Regions from separate parts of the Zea mays genome. Here all the other regions are linked to region 3. The links are chromatin contacts, called in public Hi-C maps. All regions are on one chromosome and are shown on one strand. Each heading gives the region's core, a stretch centred on a gene start, on an enhancer-like site or on the middle of the called end of the contact. The rest is flanking DNA. Distances are from core to core; before and after follow the strand shown.

Evidence for each region. Hi-C and Micro-C count contacts between places; a contact is called where the count stands out from the background.
Region 1: a Hi-C map of leaf shows a contact between it and region 3, with 4 times the contacts expected there. The contact joins the promoter of LOC100384655 here to the promoter of LOC100192004 in region 3. A contact is called at or near these places in 2 of 25 Hi-C or Micro-C datasets (both in leaf).
Region 2: a Hi-C map of ear shows a contact between it and region 3, with 1.6 times the contacts expected there. The contact joins the promoter of LOC103636210 here to the promoter of LOC100192004 in region 3. A contact is called at or near these places in 2 of 25 Hi-C or Micro-C datasets (ear and tassel).

Annotation. Positions count from the first base shown.
Region 1 is chr8:157,815,186-157,818,311 of Zm-B73-REFERENCE-NAM-5.0, forward strand. LOC100384655 reads right to left here and starts at 1,499. Exons shown (of 3, transcript NM_001177140.1): 1 at 1,032-1,499; 2 at 828-933. The coding sequence starts at 1,385.
Region 2 is chr8:157,259,919-157,263,048 of Zm-B73-REFERENCE-NAM-5.0, forward strand. It overlaps LOC103636210 (phosphatidylinositol/phosphatidylcholine transfer protein SFH6), which reads right to left and starts at 1,582. Exons shown (of 14, transcript XM_008658563.3): 1 at 1,248-1,582; 2 at 494-788; 3 at 239-335; 4 at 1-137. The coding sequence starts at 1,281.
Region 3 is chr8:157,557,272-157,560,720 of Zm-B73-REFERENCE-NAM-5.0, forward strand. It overlaps LOC100192004, which reads left to right and starts at 2,181. Exons shown (of 11, transcript NM_001137428.1): 1 at 2,181-2,431. The coding sequence starts at 2,282.

The DNA of each region.
Region 1 (3,126 bases), core at 249-2,748, 260 kb after region 3:
CCAGAGCGGCCAAATATAGTGAATTAGTGATTATTGACTGGCAACTGGCTGCGAACAAATATCATATTGTGTCTGAATATGGTGGGGATATACTTTTGCAGATCAGCTAGCCTGTTGAAATGATTTCCTCAGATTTTTCTTTAAATCAATCCAAATTTCGGTAGGCAGGGGTGCTGATTCAACAGGGGTATACTGAACGTAATGCTGCATTAAAATGATCACATTAAACTTAGTCAAATAACCCATAAAGCAATTAAAATCTCAAATTGACAGTTTTCTTGCCCACCAATTGAAACTTACAGCTAGACACCAGTGGTAAGACAATAACTGCGCTAAAAAGACTTCTGAAGATGCATGAAAATACAGGACTGGCATAGCCTAAAAATAAGTTGATATGATCAAATCACACTGAGACCATAACAGATTCTAGATATTGCTAGTGCAGGAGAATGAAATATACCGTACGCAGTGACAGATTGAAAAAACTAACTGGTATTTGCAGTGTTTCTATATAAAGAAGTCCAACATTTACGAAAGCGTGGATACATAATAGCCACGTTTTGTCTAAAAAGATAGCCATAGGTAAATGACAGACAGATAACACTGGAACAACAACATCACATCATTATCGCTGCTCAGTTCTAAGTTCTGCGAATTGGTGAATTCGGTTTCTGGAAAACTGAGACATTCATTACTATAAGAGTGTAATAAAAGGGTCAAGCCTCAAGGTCCGGCAATATCAAGCTGACATTGCAGATGAAGATCCATTCGAGTGGACATCACATCTAACATTCGAGCAGTAATCCATGGTGCCATGGTGGAGTCACCTTTGGCGGAGGGCATCTCCTTGCCGTCCTTCACGTAGAACTCGCGGATGGACACCAACGACCTGCCCTTAAACTCCGATAAAGTCACCCTCCTCTTGCTCGAAAGCTGCACGCACAAACCCACATCACGCCACAAAACCCTAGCATAACATTCGGATCGATTTGAACAAGAGCGAGAGAGGAGATACGGAAGAAGAAACTCACGCGGCACAGGATAAGGTCACCTTGGTCATCGTACTCTCTCTTCCCGCCACCCTTACCTTCATCCTCCTCCTCATCGTCATCCTCTTCGTCCTCCTCTTCGTGTTCCTTGCCCTTGCTCTCCCTGCCAGTGACGCCCTCCTCCTCCGCCTTCGCCTCCTCCTTGGAGGAGAGTGAAAGTAGGTATTCCTCAACGACGCCGCGGACGAAGAGCTTGCGGTCGGGTATGGAGAGGTCGATGCCGAGGCGGTCGCTGGCAGCGGCGCGGACCTTGTACTCCGTCACGGACTCCATATCGGAGCCCCGGAGGATCTCCAGCACCGTAGCCTCCACATTCTTCTTCGTTGCCTCGTCCATGCCGACGCCACCCAACCAACACGCCAACGTTTCTGCTCCCTTCGCCGGAGTTGGGGAGGGGAGAGTCCACAGGCCACAGCGCACTTCGACTCTGTAATTCTGTATGTCTGAGCGAGAAAATTGGTAGTTGACTGAGGTAAAATGAACTTTTTCATCGTTTTATTTGGCAAGAAAAGTTGGGTGGAGTCTAGGCTAACAAAGGCCAGAGAATATAAAACAAAAATGGATGGGCCGGCCCAAGATTCACAGCCGTACGACCCAACTGTAGACCGTAGCCCACCAATCCGCTTTGTCTCCCACTCTCCCTAAACTTCTCTCGTTGGCAATCGCACAAAAACTTTATTTGTCACAGCCTATTTCGTAGCTTCTTCGTATATTTAAAAACGAAAGTGGTATCAAACAGAACGTCTGTACCATAACATAATTAATTTAGCTGTTTTTCATAATAAACTAAAAGAATGCAATAGTGGAAGTCTATCAAATATAGGTCTTGTTTGGGCATGAGCATAGGTGTTTGTAAAGTAAATTAAGGATTACAAGAAAAGGCACCCTTTAGGTTTGAAAATAGGCATACTAAAACATCTATGGATCAAAGTGAAACAGGTATGTTTCTAGCACTTAGTCAATTATTGAGGTACTAATCATGTTTGACTAAATGATAGGGACCATAAGAAGTCGAGTCAAAAGGAGCAAAAGAAAGTTGGCATAAAAAGGAACAAGTTGTGCTGGACTAGGCGACACTGAACGGTTCGGTGCCATCCACCGGACAGTCCGGTGTCCGTCCGATCGTACTGGTCGCTCTCGGTTTCATCCGAGCACTCTCGGCTATAATTCACCGGACGGTCCGCGCGGAGCGTCGGACAGTCCGGTGTGAAGATAGACAACAGCTATCTGCCACGTCCGCCGCAGCCAATGGTCAGATGGTGCATCGGACAATTCGGTGCCCCCCACCAAACAGTCTGGTGCCCGCTTGAAACAGAAAGTGACCAATCAGGGATCTGTTAACTATTGCACTGTGCAGGTCCGGTGCGCCACCGGACAGACCGGTGCACCCACGGACAGGGAAGGCTGGGAGCTTCCAATTCAAGCTCCAACGGCTCCTAGGTCCCTTGGAGCTATAAAAGGACCCCAAGGCGCCATGGAGCGGTACCTAAGCATACTTTGAGCACACTACAACTCCAAGACTCCGCAACCACGCCTCTGAAGTGTTCTAGAGAGATTTGAGCGCATTTCTTCAGTCGTTACTCTATCGTTTTGTTGTTACGCTCTCTTCTTCACATTTGTGCGTGTTGTTGTTGCGTTGTGCTCTTGTGTGCGTATCTACTCCCCTCCTTACTCCGAATTTTATTGTGGTCATTTGTGTAAGATGTGATAGACTCCAATTTATAGAGATTCCTCACAAAGGGATATTGATATAAGGAAGACAATTGTGACACTCAAGTTTGATTTTTGTATCACTTGAGAAGGGTTGAGAGCAACCCTTGACCAAGGGAGGTCACCACAACATGGAGTAGGCATTGACCGAACCACAGTAAAAATCTTCTTGAGTTCTTTACTCACTTGAAATATTTCTCCTAAGTTCAGTACTCTCGTAAAGGAGAAATCAAGTGAAGAGTTCTCCTTTCTTCTCTCTTCTCATCTAACTTGTTTTAGTTCACACTAACACTTGTGTCGGTACCCTAAATCAGGGGTACCCTCTTCTACAGCATGAAGACGCCGCACCTATGCAACATCTCCAGGC
Region 2 (3,130 bases), core at 332-2,831, 300 kb before region 3:
GTTGTGATCTGCACTAGTTTGTTGGTATCAACTTTCCCAATTAGTTCTATGTAAACGGGTCTTCCATCTTTGTCCACACCATGGTAAAACTGCGGATAGTACTTCACAACTTCATCTAATTCAGTGTAGTCAAATTCCTAAAGGACCAGATTAGACTTTTAAAATTAAACGAAAAGAAATGATCACACTACATATATCATGGGGTATATGTTTTGGTATATTACAAAATTAGCTTTACCTCTATATTGTCAGCACCAAATTCCTTCCTCCATCTAAGCATCTCTGACCACATATGTTTTGCTTTGTCAATATTAAATTTTCTTGCTTTCAGGAACCTACATGTAAAAGGCATAGAAAGAAAAGTTAAACCAAATAAGGGGGCGAAATTCTATTCATGAGTTTTTTCCATGTAAAAATATTGTGCAGGAAATAAAAACTTGACAGAAGAGAAGAACCAAGAAACTTAAGATGAGCAAATCAGATGCAGCAATACCTCAACATCGTGTGATAATCATCGTGATGTTCTGGCAACAGACCATCATCAAGTAAACACTGGCGAAACCTTTCAACAATCTCCAGCTCTTGAACATCTCTTATGTCTTCTATTGAGGCTATATGGTTATCATTCTTTGTTTTACTCTTTCTCCTTAAGGAATGCCTAAATCTATACCCTGTAGTAACTGCTCTCTTCTTGAAGGAATCCTTTTTGGGCTTTCTTTCTCCTTCTGAGTTCTCTTCATCAGAATTGCACTCTCGCTTTTCGTCACTGTGTGCACGACCCTCATGACCTGCACACAAAACTACTTAGCATTCCGTGTCTCAGCCAAATCCAAATCGGAAATCAGTATAGCAGTCATAACAATGAGTAGGCAAATTGAAAATTGCCATGCTTCACAAAGAATAAAATATGGTGCTACAACTTGTAAGTCATTTTATGCCCCTTCCCGCGGGCATCAATTCAGCAGAAATACTCTCATCTTTTTGAATCGAAGTACCCAGTTTTGAAGGAGATGTTTGTTATTTTGAGTCCGTCAATCAATTATCAGGTTCTCAGCAGTCAACTGTCAATATTAACCTAACAGAAGGAAATTTTTACATCCACTAAAAGCGGAGTTACAACTGAACCGATGAACCAGAGTAGCGAGATGCCCCACTCTCCAACCCCAACATCATGTAGTTGAAGGCACAAAGGCAAAAAGGAAATCATCAACAACATGTAGTTGAAGCAAACACATTTTAGCACTCACTCGGTGTCGCGAGCCGGTCGATGGTTGCCGACATTCCCTTCTCCGAAGTCCCAAAGCGGGTGTAATTCCTCTGTTGGGATTCCAATTTCAGAGCCCTCGCTACGACCCTAACCCCTAACGAATGGGGCTCTCGATCGAGGAGTAAAGAAACGATGGATTGCTCCTAATCAAGTTTTTTTCCCTAAGCGGAGAATTTTGAAGCCTTTTTTAGCAAAGAATTTTGATGCCTTTTTTGGAGGAAGGGGAAAAGAAGCTTCTGCTTTCCCTTCATCGGTGGAGAGAGGACAGAGGCGGAGGTACACGGTTCCCGGCAAGATCAGGTCCATGGGCCTCCGAAGTGCGAGGTAGCATTACCGGCTCAAATATGCCACGTGTAGAGTTGTAGCGGGAGATTGTAGGTATAACGCATCAGGATCCAAATATGTCTTCACAATTCTTTTGAGTTCTAAATTAATTTTAGTTTAAAAATAAACAAAAATAGAATCTGATCCTAATCTAATTCTTGAATTTTATAGTGTAAAATTTAGAGCTTATTGTAACCCCTATATATGAGATATTATTATTTTTCACTAGTAAGGATATTGTTTTGAAAATGTCAAGTATTACCTAGAAAGAATGCATTTAGATATTTAGGATCAATGTTATAGAGATATGTGAATATTGATAAAGATATTAATCATATAAGTAAAGCAAGGTGTATAAAATGACGTCAAATATTTGACGTTCTATATAACAAGATGGCACCAAAAAAACTAAAAGAAACATTTATAGAGCGGATTTTTATGTTCAAGTTGTGTTATTTTTAATTCTTTTATAAATTATGTAATTTTATCTGATTAGTTATGTAATCAGATATCAACGAGTAGAGACGCAAGGCGGATCAAGAGAGGTGCCCTCGTCCGCATCAACGCCGAGCTTACCCGTTTCAGCGGTAGGAGCTACAGGGTTCTTCTCTCGCTAAAAGCTACAGGGCTCTTCGCTCGCTTTTGCAACAGGCTCAAAATTTATAGCGTTGATGCCCCGGGGACTAGATTTGTGGGGGTTCTCTTTGTCATCATTTCGAGCATGTGTTGTCCACATGGTCGGATCATTGAACAAAATTTTTCGGTGGTCGGTTTTGTAACTTGTTCTCAGCTTCGGCTACCTTTGGAGATTCCACCTTTTTGCGCGGGGACATTAAGGTGTTTTTGCTTATTCAAGCCACAAATTGATAGTTCAACGATGAGAGAGATGTTAAAACATGTCAAAAAAACAGGGGAGAACCATCTAAAAGTGTTAGAATGAGAGAAATGTTGAGATACTTGATAGTTAAAAAAAAACAGATTTGGCAGCCTAAATAGTTCAAATATCAGCATGTCACTGAGTGCAACAAATCCTTACACAAGTTTCTAGCTCAAAAGGCGTAAGTCTGAGAAATTAGTAGATACAGTTTGCTAACCCAAAATAACATATAATAGTTACAACTGAATCGACACACTACGCTCCAAATTTGATGGGAGTTTCAGTTGAGAGGGATTAACTTCCTCTTGATAAACCAAGACGCTCGTCATCTCCATTGTTGCCCTTAGAGCTTGGTCTCCAAAAAAAAGCGCATCTAAAAAACATATGAAAAGTGGTCTGAAAGCGTTACAGAGTGAGAAATGTTAAAACGTGCCCCAAAGAAGTGGAGCGGGTGAGAAATATTGCAGGTTATCAAATAGACAAACTAACTCAAGATACTTGATAGTTAAAAGTATTCAGATTGGGCAGGCTAAATAGTTCAAGTATCACCATATCATAAACCAGGAATAGCTCCGACTGGATCTGGATCAGCTAAGTGTAAAAGAAGGATTGTTAACACAAACTGGTTTACAGACAGATTTGAAAGATAAAAGAGAACAAAA
Region 3 (3,449 bases), core at 931-3,430:
TTAGTCCTTATCGCATCACGACAAAGATCGACAGTGTGGCTTATATGTTGGAGTTGCCCCTTGGCCTCTATTCATCCCATTTTCATGTTTCCCAGCTTAAAGCCCGTGTGCCGCCTACAGTCCCGGTTGGTGCCTCACTTCCTGATGCTAACATCGATATGCAAGTTCCCATTTAGGTACTCGCTCGACGTTCCATCTCTTGCGGTGCCAGTACTGTTCCTCAAGTACGAGTGCGTTGGTCTGGTATTGAGTGGGCCAAGGCCTTGTAATGAATAGAAAAGGAAATACTGGGTACCGGAAACAGGCATGAAGGAAAACATTGTTGCTCCTATCTCTCTTGTTCTTCTTCTTCCTTCCCATGCCATCCTTCCTCTTCTCCTTCTTTAGAAGCCATCTTCCAGGTTGTTGACAGAGCCCCACCCGCTGGATTCGTCCCTGGTTATGCTTACACCTGAAATAGATTATATTATTAATGTTTGGGGAAATCATACCTTTGTCTGCCACTAAGACACACTCAAGAATCTCGATTCGCAAGATTAAGTTTAGACCTCGCCATAATGGAACCATCGTTCGTAGGGCTCTAGGTCCTATAAATCTTCCATGGCCTCGACCAAAAGGAGAGGCTCGACATTATAAAACATATTATAGAAGTGTCCAAATGGAATGATGACTCCGCTGCTAGAGGGTACAAAGGCATTCCGCCCTTAGGCGCTATGAAGCTCATAGCCCCTAACGCATCGAGAACCTCCAAGGGTAAAATATTTAAGTCCTTAAAGCAACTTATGTCGTGGGGACACGAACCAGAGATTAAGTCCACGTGCTTCCTATGCCCTGAAGCAACTTATAAGTTATTAGGGACCCTCATGTCATAGGGCACTTATAAGAATCCTCAACGCATTTCGTGTCCTGGGGCACTAAGAAGCATAAGTCCTCGAGGCTCCTCGTGTTTTGGTGTGCCTATAAGTTTTTGTAACACCCCGTCCAATCCCTGGACCCGCGGTACTTACTCCTGGCAGCTTTCTAGGATCATATATTGTCCCCCCAGACCAACACAGGTCTTTTGTGCACACTTTGTCCTCACTCATGCGCACCCCAAAAACTTATCAATCGGTCACCCATCCCAAATTGCTCCAAGTCAAGCACGCTTAACTTGAAGGTTCTTTTGAGATAGGCTTCCAAAAAAGAAGATGCACCTTGTTGGTATGGATACTCTATTAATTCTATTAAGCCTTGGGTCAGAACATCACCGTCCCAGGGGCCAGGATATCACAGTTTTAGTCCTCGATGCCCCTCGTGTTTTAGAAAAAACTATCATTCATGGAGCTAGAGTCAAATGCTTGGCCAAATAGTTTTTTCTATTCCAACTTCAAGGTAGAGCTGCTCTATAATGGAGTTTGTAGAGTAGAGTTGAATTTCTTGGAGTGGGGCAGTCTCAAACACCCCTTAGATTTCTTATAAGTATCTAGAGACATGAGGGGCCACAAGGACCTAGATTATTCTAGCCAGAGATGTCATAGAGCCTTCGTCCTTGGAGTGATTGTGGATCCAGTGGACCATAGGTCTCTTAGGATTAGTTTGGGAACTCAAATCCTTTTCAAGGTTAGAGGAGATTGAGGGAAAAATAATTCATTTCTCCTCCAACCCCCTCTAATCACGGAGGAGATTTAAGTTTCCAAAGTAGCCCTAGAGCGCAAGCCAACCCATGCTTTAGTTACTCTTAAGACTAGTTTGAAAGTTTAAACCATCTTTTTTCTCTATCTCCTTCAATTTAGAAGGGGGTTTGAGTTTTTAAGTTAGACTTTATAGTGTAATTATATTCCTTGGGGTACCCCTTAAGGCCATGTTTGTTTCATCCCCAAACCATAGGGATTGAGCGGGATTGGAAGAGATTGAGGATGATTTTGACTTATAGAGGATTTGTTCCCCCTCAATCCCCATGGGACAAAAAACGAACTGAGCCTAAGATGACGTGGCTCAAAAAAATCGGTCTAAAAGAGAGGATTGAAAGATTAAAATATTCGTGCTTCCAAACTGCCAATATGCCATGCATGTGCCCCCAGCGGGCAGCGGCCCAGCTCATCACCCCAGTTCAGTTGTCGCCGTCACGGTCTTCGTGCACCTCCCGTCCATACCCATAAATAAACGTGTGCCCACACATCTGCTCACACAACCGCACCACAGTACTCTCTCCAGTGTCCACAGAAACAGAATTCCGCTCCCTCCCCGTGTCCTCCTCCCGCGCCCGCGCATCGTGAGGTGGAGTTCCCACCCCGAGGCCGCAATGGCGACGGTGGAGGTGGTGGTGGCCAACGGCTTGGGTGGCGCCGACACCAAGACCGTGTTTAAGGAAACATACAGCAAGCTCAAGGAGGAGATGCTAGACGACCCCGCCTTCGAGTTCACCGACGAGTCGCTACAGTGGATCGACCGCGTAATGCTCTCTTCGCCTCCAGGCTCCAGCCCTCCACTCAGTTTAGTTTACTGTGATCTCTCTGGCGGTCCCGTCAGCTCTTTCGATTTCTACCGAGTTTTCTGGGCTTTCGGTGATTCCGAGGATCTGGCTGGCCATTGAATTCTTCAGGTGTGAGGGATATGAGTACCAGAGCCAGAATACTCCCTCGGTCAATTCCTATAGTTTTATTTTGAGTCAAACTTTTTTATGTCAAAATTTTATGAGACCAAATGATCATGTTATAAAAATATATTTTATGATATACCTAATGATGCGGTTCATAAATCTTGATGCCTTTTTTTTAAAAATTCGGTCTGACTTAGAAAAGTTCGACTTTAAAAGAAAAACTCTGTGAATTGATGCTGAGGAGAAAATAAACATGAAGGATTCTGTTTAGATTAGTTCAAATATGTTAGAAGTACTTGCCTGCCAGGGATCGATCAATTTGTCGCGAAAGGCCTAACAAGTTTGCAGTTTGCTGTTACCTGTTACTAGAAGTAACTTCCCTTGCTAATAATTTGCTCACTACAGTTTAGTCTCTGGCTTTAGTTGTTGTTCCTTATAGTTGACACTACCTCCGGTCACAATTAGATGATGTTTTGGGTAGCAAATTAGGTTGGTGTTTAGTTACTTCTAGTGTTCAAAAGCTCATCTGATTTATGACCCAAGTATAATGGGTATTTAATATGTTTCCATTGGACCTTACCTTCTGTATTGATCTAGGGCTCGCGGGCAAACTTATGGGCTTTTTTAGAAAAAATACTCCCTGAACATTATTAAGCTGAGATGACCAACTTCTTTGAAAATTGAGTATTTGAGTTACATGTGAGTATCCACTGTATAAAGGGGGAAACATAAAAAATAATGAAAGTTCTGGTCATGAAAATATATATATATATATATAACTGATGGAATTGACCAGACAACTCTTATAATGATTGTTCACTAATTCCCATTTTGATTTTTAATTTGTGACTGCGGAGAAGGAAATTAGCAG